2 separate regions of the Anas platyrhynchos genome follow, and region 1 is linked to region 2. The links are chromatin contacts, called in public Hi-C maps. All regions are on one chromosome and are shown on one strand. The core of a region is the stretch at or near the end of the contact, and the rest is flanking DNA. Distances in the headings are between cores, read along the strand shown. Region 1 overlaps LOC139999189 (a long non-coding RNA gene). Region 2 holds the start of APCDD1L (APC down-regulated 1 like).

Region 1 (4,839 bases), core at 742-3,241, 71 kb before region 2:
ACAGTAGCAATGATGTTACCCTGCAATTTAGATGGTACAGTATGCTCTGTGAGTGCCTCTCACGTCCTTTATTGCAAGTCAGTCAGTTTAGTTATTCCTGAAGCAGCTTTCCTTGAGAGGTCAGGGTGCCAGAGGTGACAAGCTGGAGTGCTGCAGGAGTTTACCTGAGGCAGTCTGCAAATCCAGCCTCAGGGATCTGACAGTACCAAGTCTGGAGTAACAGAGGAGGGAAATGTACCTTTTCCACATTTTGGCAGAGTCCTATAGTGCTTCAAGAACATGCATACATAAAGAGATAATAATCAAAATAAGTAGACTAGGGAAGTATTATTATTCATGTTATGGAGATGAGGAACCAGCCTATGAAGAGATTCAGTGAGCAGTTCCCCTGCACATATGCTTTAATGTAAGAGCTGGCAGCAAAACACAGGATTCATCACTGCTACCATTTTACAGATGGAAAAACCAAGTCACGAACAATACTGGCTTGCTCAAGGTTGCACAGGGCATTTATAGCAAATCCAAGACCCAAATCTGGAGCTGCTGTGTCCTGGTCAGTGTTTTTCCCAAGGGAATCACTGATAAGGAGATTGATGCCAATAGCTTCCCTAAGAGCAGCAGAATTTCAGAGAGAGAAGGGAGACTGTTCCAGAAAAAGACGTCTGTGATTGTGTTAGAAAGAGAAGCTTGGACTTCAGTATTGCCAGCAACTCATACCTATGTTCTTGTTATCCTAATTAGTGGCAATGTTCCACTTCCCGGAGGTTTTATCTCTTTAAATTAGGCAGTGTTTTTTTTAGCTAATAAAATTAGGGAAGGCAATTCACAAAGATGTATTACAGTAGACCATGATCTGACATTCATTCCAGCAATAACAACTGTTATCAAAGAAAGATCTTTTTCATAAATGTAGGAAATAAGTCAGGCTAATAAAGACATGAATAGTTTTTGCACATTAAAATATAAAAATAATCAGTGAAATACTGAATAAAAATCTAGTCAGAAAGTCTGCATAATGAGTATTATCTTGCACAGAAATAGTCTGTCTCTGCTTCGTAATGAAGAGCATTTAGCCATAAATCATTCTGGAACAAGAGGGAAAGAAGGAATGACCCTGCTAATTTCAATGCCATTTGGGAGCAGCAGAGGGCACGTAAGAGCAATTTCCTAGTTAACAAATCTTCACTTTTTTTTTTTTTTTTTTCCCTAGATCTTCCTGCAGAATCAGAAACTGTAAATACCGATTTATTTATTTATTTATTTATTTACTTATTTATTTAATGAACTGGTGCCAAGTGGCTAGCAATTGGGTATCCCTTAAAGAAGGAAATGTAGATAGCCAGACTGGTTTTCTGACCCTAGGATTGCTGCCTGCAGCTGACATGTTATGCCAAGATACTGCCTTACATGGTGTTTATTGCTATTCTCAGAGGTACTTAGAAATGGGAAATGCTAGAATCTGAGATAAGTACAAAATGATGTAAGAGTGCAAGGAAGGAAACTAGACCAAGCAAAAAAAAATGTTTATTAGACAAAGTGGAGCAAGGTTGGGGTGGTGGTGTAAGAACTGCAGCTGAGAATGGCTACAGGGAGATGATGAAATCCCCTTTCTGCCTTAAATAGCATCATAGTAAAAAAGAAGGGCAAGTCATACACCTGAAATAAAATTAAAAATAAAAAAGGACAGAAGAACAGCAGCTCCAAAAAAGAAACCGCTCCGTTTGTTTCTCTTTTCTTCCCGTTGCTCAGAAAAATGAATCAGTGTGTCTCTAGAAATGCTTTCACCCCAGCATCTGTGAATTTCCCCTCCATGGAGCAAGGCCTCACGGGGAAGCAAACCTTACTGTCCCCAGTTTATACATGAAGAAACTGAGGCAGAGGAGTGTGATACTGCTTGGACAATCAGTTTTTCCCCAAGCTATCCTTGCTTGATCCCTCCAAAGATGTGGATGTCTGACCTTGGATGACTCAGGCAGCCCAGACTCAGCTTATTTACCTCCCACTGATGTCCTTCTGCCCGGCGATTCCCAGTGCCTGGCTTTAGGCCAGGACCCTTCAGCTGTTGCTCGCGGGCTCCAGCTGGTCTGCAGCGGTCATGAGCATCCCCCTCATCGGCTGCACCCTGAGCTCCTCACTCACCCCCGCTGCTGAGTGAAGATCAGCCAGCAGCGAGGGATGAGAGCGGTGCTCGGTGTGGGTGGGGGATTATTTTGATCTCCCTCCTTGGTGCTGCCATGTGTAGGCTGGGTTAGGAGACTCTGTGATCTCCAGGCTATAGGGCCCCACCTCTGTCCACTGCTGTCCTTGTTGCATCTCAGCTGGCGGGTTAACCTGACACGGCTACCCCCTTTTTGGGGATGCCTGCTCTATCTTCTTGTTACTGTCCCCCCCTTGAAATCAGTAGAAGAGGCCACTGGAAGCATTCAGCCAGCAGGAAATGCTGAGTATGAAGACTGTGGTGGGATTTCGGGTGCCTGAATCTGGTTTATTCTTGCATGTCATAGACTGAGCGGCGTTCGGTAGCAGGGCCTAGGTAACGGTCCAAGTGCTGCCCTACTTTCACTGCAGCCTAACTGTGGATGATGGTGGGCTGGGAGAGGTTAACGGGACATACTTTGGCTCCGTGTGTTTTCTTGAGGTATTCAGTCTAAGTAGGCTCAGCAGCTTTGCCTATCCCCATCTCGGTTTCCTGACCAAAGATGAGGTGCGAGGAACTGAACCACATTCCCTGGGAAGAGCTGATAGAGCCTCCCCTGCCTTTCCCCCTCCTCTGGTGCTTCAAAACCAAAGCAGCTGCAAACTTCTTGTGGCTGGAGATGTGCTGAGTGGCCTGGCAGGGGTTCAGGGAGAGGTAAAGGAATCCCACCCAGCAGTAGCAAGGGCTCTGCGCCACCACCAGCCCTTGCGTGCCCTAAATCCTGACTTCCTGGTAACTGCTATCTCCATAAATACCAGTCAGCCAGCAGGAGAGGGGACTTGCATCACTGGACTGCGTTGTATCGCGTGAAATATGAGGTGACACACAATACACTGGCATTAGGCACAGGAGTTGTCTGCTGATGTGGTGACACACTCGAGGCAAAGCTGGAAAATTTGATCCCTTCCTGCCCGCGGTCTCCCAGGCTCTGTGGTAAGGCACGCTTGACTTGCTTTGCTTGGGGATGTCGAGGGAAATGGGAAAATGAAGCACACGGGCCAGAACCATCTGCAGTTCACGAACTCAGACGTGTCAGGTTGGCAAGTGCCCGCAAGGCTGCTCAGTCTGCTGCAATCATCCCCTGTCACAGCGGGAGAACCTGGGCTAAGCACAGCATGGCCAACTGTGTCCCTGGTGAAGCTCAAGGGAGGTGAAGAATGCTGAGCTGCTTTTGGCAGTGTTGTATCGGCGATGACTTTGGCCAGTAGTCAGTCTTGGCTCCAGATCCAGCTCAAAATGCCTCCCTGCTGCACCGAGTGCCTCGTACCCCTTCCTGCTCCCCGCAGGACCAGCCGCCTGCCTGCTTTCCTAGTGAATCAAGGACAGAGCTGGTGTTTGATTCTTCTAAACGTGTGGTCCAAGCACTACAGAGACCTGCAAACATCTTTCTGTACTCCCCTGCCTGCCTTTGCTTCTCCACCTTTCTCTCATTTCGGATTCCAGATAATATCTCTCCTTTTAAGCAAGACAGCAGCTGTGTTGCCGAGGTCGAAGCCCAGGATGTAGAGGATTCCCCCTCTCCTGCAGCTCTGCTCTTAGCTTCTTTCTGTTTTCATGGCTCCAGCTCCAGAATGATGCTGTGTATACAGTGACTGTGAGACCAAATCAGTGCAGTGAGAGCCAACGATTTTAGACCCATAATTACATACCCAACCTGCACACTGTGTGACAGCAGAGCAAGCACACAAGGGTAGAGCACACTGAAACAGCTGCTGAGTGAATGGGCAATATCCCTCCCGAGGGGACCATGCCAGGACCCGCACCTTGGTTTGATGCCCCATGCAGCTCAGAGCAGTAATGCAAACACCCATCCCCCTTCAAGTGCCACTCATGACGGTGTCTCTGTTCCTGATTTATCCAGGAGCTAGGCAATTTTCTTCAGGTTCCCATGTGGATTTTGTAAAAGCAATTTCAAAAAAAGCCCAACAAAGGCACACAATTAATATTAATTTCTGTCAGTTCTAGCACAAGACTTGAACAGGGAAATGAGAATTTCTGACAAGCCTGTGATGTTCCCTGGGGTGGGTATGTATACACACATGCATCTAGAAGGGTTTCTGGTTGTTTGTCTAACAGAAGTGTCTTGAAACAGATCTGTTTGCTCTGAAGAGCAACGGATTAATGAATAATGTGCAATTAAAGCCCACACAGGGGGCAGAAAGTAAGAATAGCTCCAGATCTGCTCCTTTTCCAGGGCTTCTTTCGTGTGCACTTGAAGAGGTACTTATTTAAAATAATACCTTTCTTTCTATTCTCTGGGAAAAATTTTTCAATGGGGTTTGTAAAGGCAGCTACAAAATAACGCTCCCCTAACGCAGGTGGTGGCCACTTGCGAGGTTGACGGGCACCTGCCTGGCGGGGGTACGGAAAGGCTTGGGGTTCACATATATGGCCAGCCTCTTGGAGGTAAAAGTCAGTCTCATGGGGGAGCGTTTGCCTGGGCCAACCTGTCAGCCTGCACGACGATCTGCTCCAGCACACATTTCCTCTGTGACCACGAGGGAGCTGTTTGGGATGCTGATGGATGAACTGTGCCAAATCTCCCCGGGGTGGTGAAGGTGTAAACCTCTGTATTTAAGCGGAGGGAGGCACAAATGTCTGCCAGTTCGTCGACCTCTGTAATTCCCAGTTGGCTGCAGTAC
Region 2 (4,502 bases), core at 1,463-3,962:
GTTACTTCTTAGAGACTGAACTTCAGAAGTGAAGTTGCTATGGCTTATAGCCATGGGTTTTGGGGGACCCAAGTATCTACTCAGAGGATCTTTCTTCAGACAAACAGTATTTTCATGGCTGTTGGCTTATTAATCATTGGTTTCCTGGCCTTCTGCCTTCATGTGTGGTTGCCTATCCTTGCTAGTCTGGAACAGGGAAGAGAAAATATTTGGCCTTCGGGGGCTAGGCAACTCATTGCCCTATATTGCTGACAAGAGTGCATGAATCTGAGTTCAAATATTCTGTACCTATTTTGCACAGGAATGAATATTGCACAAGGTGCCAGGCAAGTGAAGCATAGCTAATGTAAAAACACCTTGGTCTGGTTCCCAGTTACCCTGCAGCTGTGTTAGTATTTACAGCGCAGTGAGTAAAGTGCTCCTGAATCAGAATAGGAACCATTTATATTCACTTTGAATGCGTAAATCAGGCCACATAGTTCTGCTGGAATTACAGGCTATTTGCAATCATTTGTTTCCCTCCACGTGCTTTGCCCAGCAGGTAGTCAGTAATTATTTGATAATAAAAATAATAAGCACTTTTACATCGCTAGTCCTCTGCAGGAGCTGAAGATTACCCAGCAATTTTTACATGAGCTGAGAATTTAAGCCCGATGTCCTGGCACTCTTCCAGGTTGGAAGAGTAGATCTCCTATCTAAAGCCTCCCGGCATTTCAAACAGGCTGTGGCACTCTCATCCTCGCGAGGCGGCGCGCTGCAAACAGCTGCACGGTGGTGTGCAGGCATCCCCGCAGCACAATGGGGGCTGCAGGAATCTTCCAAAGAATGAGTACCTCTAACTTGGTTACTTTGATAAAGCCTTTTGGGAGCTGTGGAGGTGGAAGAAGCTATACAACTGAAATCTGTCACTGAGCCCTGGTAGATATTATAGGATAAAACTCAGGATAGTTTACGTAACCGTGTTAAAATTTTCAGACAGCTGTGTAAAAACTGCTCTGAGATTGCTTTGGTTTTACTCCCTCAAAAAATACAAACAAAAAGTCTCAAAATATTGCAGAAGAAATGAAGGACATTAGCATTAGAAGCTTCTATATGTGAAGGATCATAGGAGAAGTGCACAGCCAAGAACAGAGTTTGGGCCTGGTAGAACCTGTCATCATCTGCCAGTGCTTCAGTGGCCTAGGTCCAAAAGGAGTATGTCCAGCTTTGTAAAGGTAACTTCTTGAAAAATGATTTATTTCTCTCTGACAGCATTATAAAGGACAGCTTTTTTTGCCTACGCATTTGATGATTTATGTATTTGTAAATATAATAAAACCACAGTGGTTTGGACATTTACCGAGAATGACTGGTTTGGAGAATTTAAGAAACAAAAAGAGATAAAAACATCAGCTTGAAAAAGGAGTGTCTGCATTACAAATGGACTTTGTTATTTTTATCTTGGCAAGTATCATTAAACTTTAATTCCTTAGGCACCCATGACAGATAAGTTTGTCCCAGTTTGCTTTAAAGATGTTATGTGTTACTTTTGACAAAGTAATAAAATCACTGCACTGAGACCTCACTCCAGCCTTCTGATGCCTCTGCTCAGCAAATATGGGACTGCACAATGAGGCCTCCACTTCTCGTTGCAGTCAATTGCAGTCAGTGGAATTGTGCTGCTGTGAACTGGAAGACTGTTTTTTTTTTTTTTTTTTTTTTTTTTTTTCAATTTTTTCACCTTAAAGTTTCTGTTTATGGAGCGAAATAGCCACTTTCATTAGAAAAAGTGAGTTTGCAGAGTCATGGGATTCTGCTGGGGGTGTGCATTCATTTTGGTTTGTGCCTGAGCTCTCTCTCTCATTTGCAAAAACCGTGCCTAGTTTTTCAGCCCGGAAATATGTGCTAAACCTCAGCCTTTAGTGCAGACACTGGAATGAGTATTAAACTATCAGAGTCATTACAGCTTGGCCTCTTCCTCTCACAGCTTCCCAAGACAACCCAGTCCATACATTATCGGGAAGCACATTGTTTTGCTTGCTTGAAGGGTAGCAAATGACCAGCTTCACCTTCAGCCAACATCTCGTTTCCTGCTCATTGCTAATCACCAGTACAGACAAAGAAAAGCGCTATTTTGTCCTAAGCACATTTCAGTTCAGGTTTGCGCTCAACTTGGTGCCAAGAGGTGGTTATAGGCCCTCTATGCATCATGGCCATCCTGCGGGCCTAGTTTGGGGCAAGACAAGGTGGGGAACTGGCTCACACCAACACCCGTAGCGGGGTGAGCTGAGCTTGACACAGGCCCCTGTGAGCCACCAGGCCAGGAACACCCTTCAGAGGCTCCCACTTCTCCTCAGTGTGGGATATTACAAGGATTTTTAATGGGTTTAGGCTCTTCAAGGGGCACACTACTGTCTCTTGATGACCTCAGCAGCGGAGGCTGAAGGGTCTGAGGGATCCGTGGGCCATAGCGGGACAACCATGCCCACAACATGTGAGGGAGCCGTGGGCCATGGTGGCCGTGGGGCTGTGTGGGACGACCCCGGGGGCGCCCCGCTGAGGAGAGCGCTGGCCCCGGGCAGCCAGGGCCGAAGTGGGGGCGACACCGACCGAGACCGGCCCTCAGGCTCAGCCGGTGTCCCCGGGGGGGAGCCGGTCCCGGGAGGGGCACGGGGGGGAGCCGGTCCCAGGGGTGCCGGTCCCAGGGGTGCCGGTGCTTTGGGTGCCGGTGCCGGGGGTGCCGGGGGAGCCGCGGCGGGGCAGCCCCCTCGGCGTGTGCGATGCGCGGCCGCATGTGGGGCGCAGGCGGCGGAGTCTCCACCTCTTCTGGCAACTTGAACCTGCGGCTGCCAAGCTCCATTAGAGCTATCAGCAGCCGGGGGTGTGTGTGTGGGGGGGGGACGCACTTCACAGCGAAGGCGGGGGTTGAGTTGCTTTTTTTTTTTTTTTTTTTTTTTTTCCCTTTTTAAATATATATTTTTTCCCCTCTTCGCAAGCTTGTGGCTGAGCACGGGGACCGCTCCGGAGCCTCCCTCCCAGCTCTCGCCGGGTTGAAGTCGGGGTCCCCCCGCCGCGGGCACCGGGGGCCGCCCATGGCTGCGCCGCCACCGGGCGCCGCTCCCCGCTGAGCTCCCCGGGCACCGGCGGCCATCGCCCCTCTTCGGCCGGCGGCTCGGCGACACGAACCAGGGCGCCCACCATGCTCCGGTGCTGGTGGCTCGCAGGGCTGCTCCTAGGTAGGTGGCACCGGGGGGTGGCGGTGGGAGAGGGGTCGCCCCCTCGGGGTGCTCCACCGGGAGCAAAAGGGGGGTGGCGAGGAGGGTGCAGGGAGGGCGGGCAGGGGGTTGTTAGGAGGCTGCAGGGAGCGTGGGTGAAGAGTGCGAGGGGAGAGCGGAGCGCAGCAGTTCCTCAGCTGAGGAGGAGGGATGCGAGGCGGGTGCAGGGAGGTTGCGAAGCGGGTGCGAAGAAGCAGCACGGAAGGTGCCGGGAGTGAAAGGATTTAAAAGAAATCGTCCAGCAGGGCTCGGTGCTGCAGGACCGGGGGTCCCGGGGTGCCCCCCGCAGCCCCGGGCCGGGCAGGAGGCACCCGGAGCCTCAGCCCCGCTCCCCGGGACGTCCCCGGCCGTGCTCCTGCTCCTCGCAGCGCCGCTTCCCGCAGGGAGAGCCCCGGGAAGGAGCCCGGAGTCCCGGGGATGCTGGCGGGCTGTGGGACCGGTGTGTGTGGCTGTGCCGGGGGGCACAACTCGCCCAGGGTCCCCTCTCTGCCCCTGGGTGCAGGGTGCCAGGCTGCGGGACCCTCTGCCCAAACCTGTCCCGTCCTCGCCTCCCCGCAGCCTGGGGGTGCCGGGGGGTGGCAGGGCAGGGGAGCAGCCCCCCGGCCATCGCCGCTCGCTCCCGGCCGGCCGGCGGAGCACGGGGAGCGCTGCAGCTCGGCGTGGCTCAAGGAAGGGCTCAGGGGATTCCCAGTGGCTTTGCAGAGCTGCTGGGAGACATCCCTGGGAGGGAGCCCAGCACCTGCCCCGGCCTGGGACTGCTTCAGAAGTCTCCTCCAGGGACACCGAGCCCCAGCTGTGCCGACCCCCCCCCCCCCACAAGCAGTGCAGGCTGCATCTTTGCGGCTGCCTTTCGTTAAGGCTTCTTGCAACCCCACAGCTCCTGAAGCAGTTTCAGAAGAAAAGGTTCTGGCTAAAGAGGCTACATGGGAGAACAAAGACAACTGTGCTGTGAAAAAGGCAAAGTGATTTCTGTTTATGACAAAGAGCAGAGCCTGGGGAAGGCTTCCCCATCCTTGGACAGTGTTTTCCTAGGCAATGCACGGGAGACCCTTGAGTGAAACTCCACACCCCTGAACAGGTGAAGGGAAAGGTGGGGAGAGAGCTCCCATGCCCCCTGTGCAGCCTGGACCCTGGATATCCAGACAGCTGGGTTTCCTTTCCTTTCTTTCCCTTCTACCACTTGCTTTACTCCTCTGAGACTTTGGGCAGCACACTATCACACTTACTTGGCCCCTTAAACTTGGGGCT

Evidence for each region. Hi-C and Micro-C count contacts between places; a contact is called where the count stands out from the background.
Region 1: a contact with region 2 is called in a Hi-C map of F5 follicle, with 2.1 times the contacts expected there. The contact joins the enhancer-like site here to the promoter of APCDD1L in region 2. A contact is called at or near these places in 6 of 8 Hi-C or Micro-C datasets (F1 follicle, F5 follicle, skeletal muscle and 2 more).

The regions. Positions count from the first base shown.
Region 1 is chr21:13,413,668-13,418,506 of IASCAAS_PekinDuck_T2T, reverse strand. LOC139999189 (a long non-coding RNA gene) reads right to left here. Exons shown (of 4, transcript XR_011804403.1): 4 at 1,253-4,839. Among named protein-coding and RNA genes, the nearest start is that of STX16, 7.1 kb to the left of the region's middle. Within about 2 kb of position 1,991, at least 5 of the 8 cell types and tissues checked have an H3K27ac peak or open chromatin away from gene starts, as enhancers often do. A contact at or near this core is called in F1 follicle, F5 follicle and small yellow follicle, where this site is marked.
Region 2 is chr21:13,344,141-13,348,642 of IASCAAS_PekinDuck_T2T, reverse strand. APCDD1L (APC down-regulated 1 like) reads left to right here and starts at 2,712. Exons shown (of 5, transcript XM_038166192.2): 1 at 2,712-2,860; 2 at 2,976-3,215. The coding sequence starts at 3,179.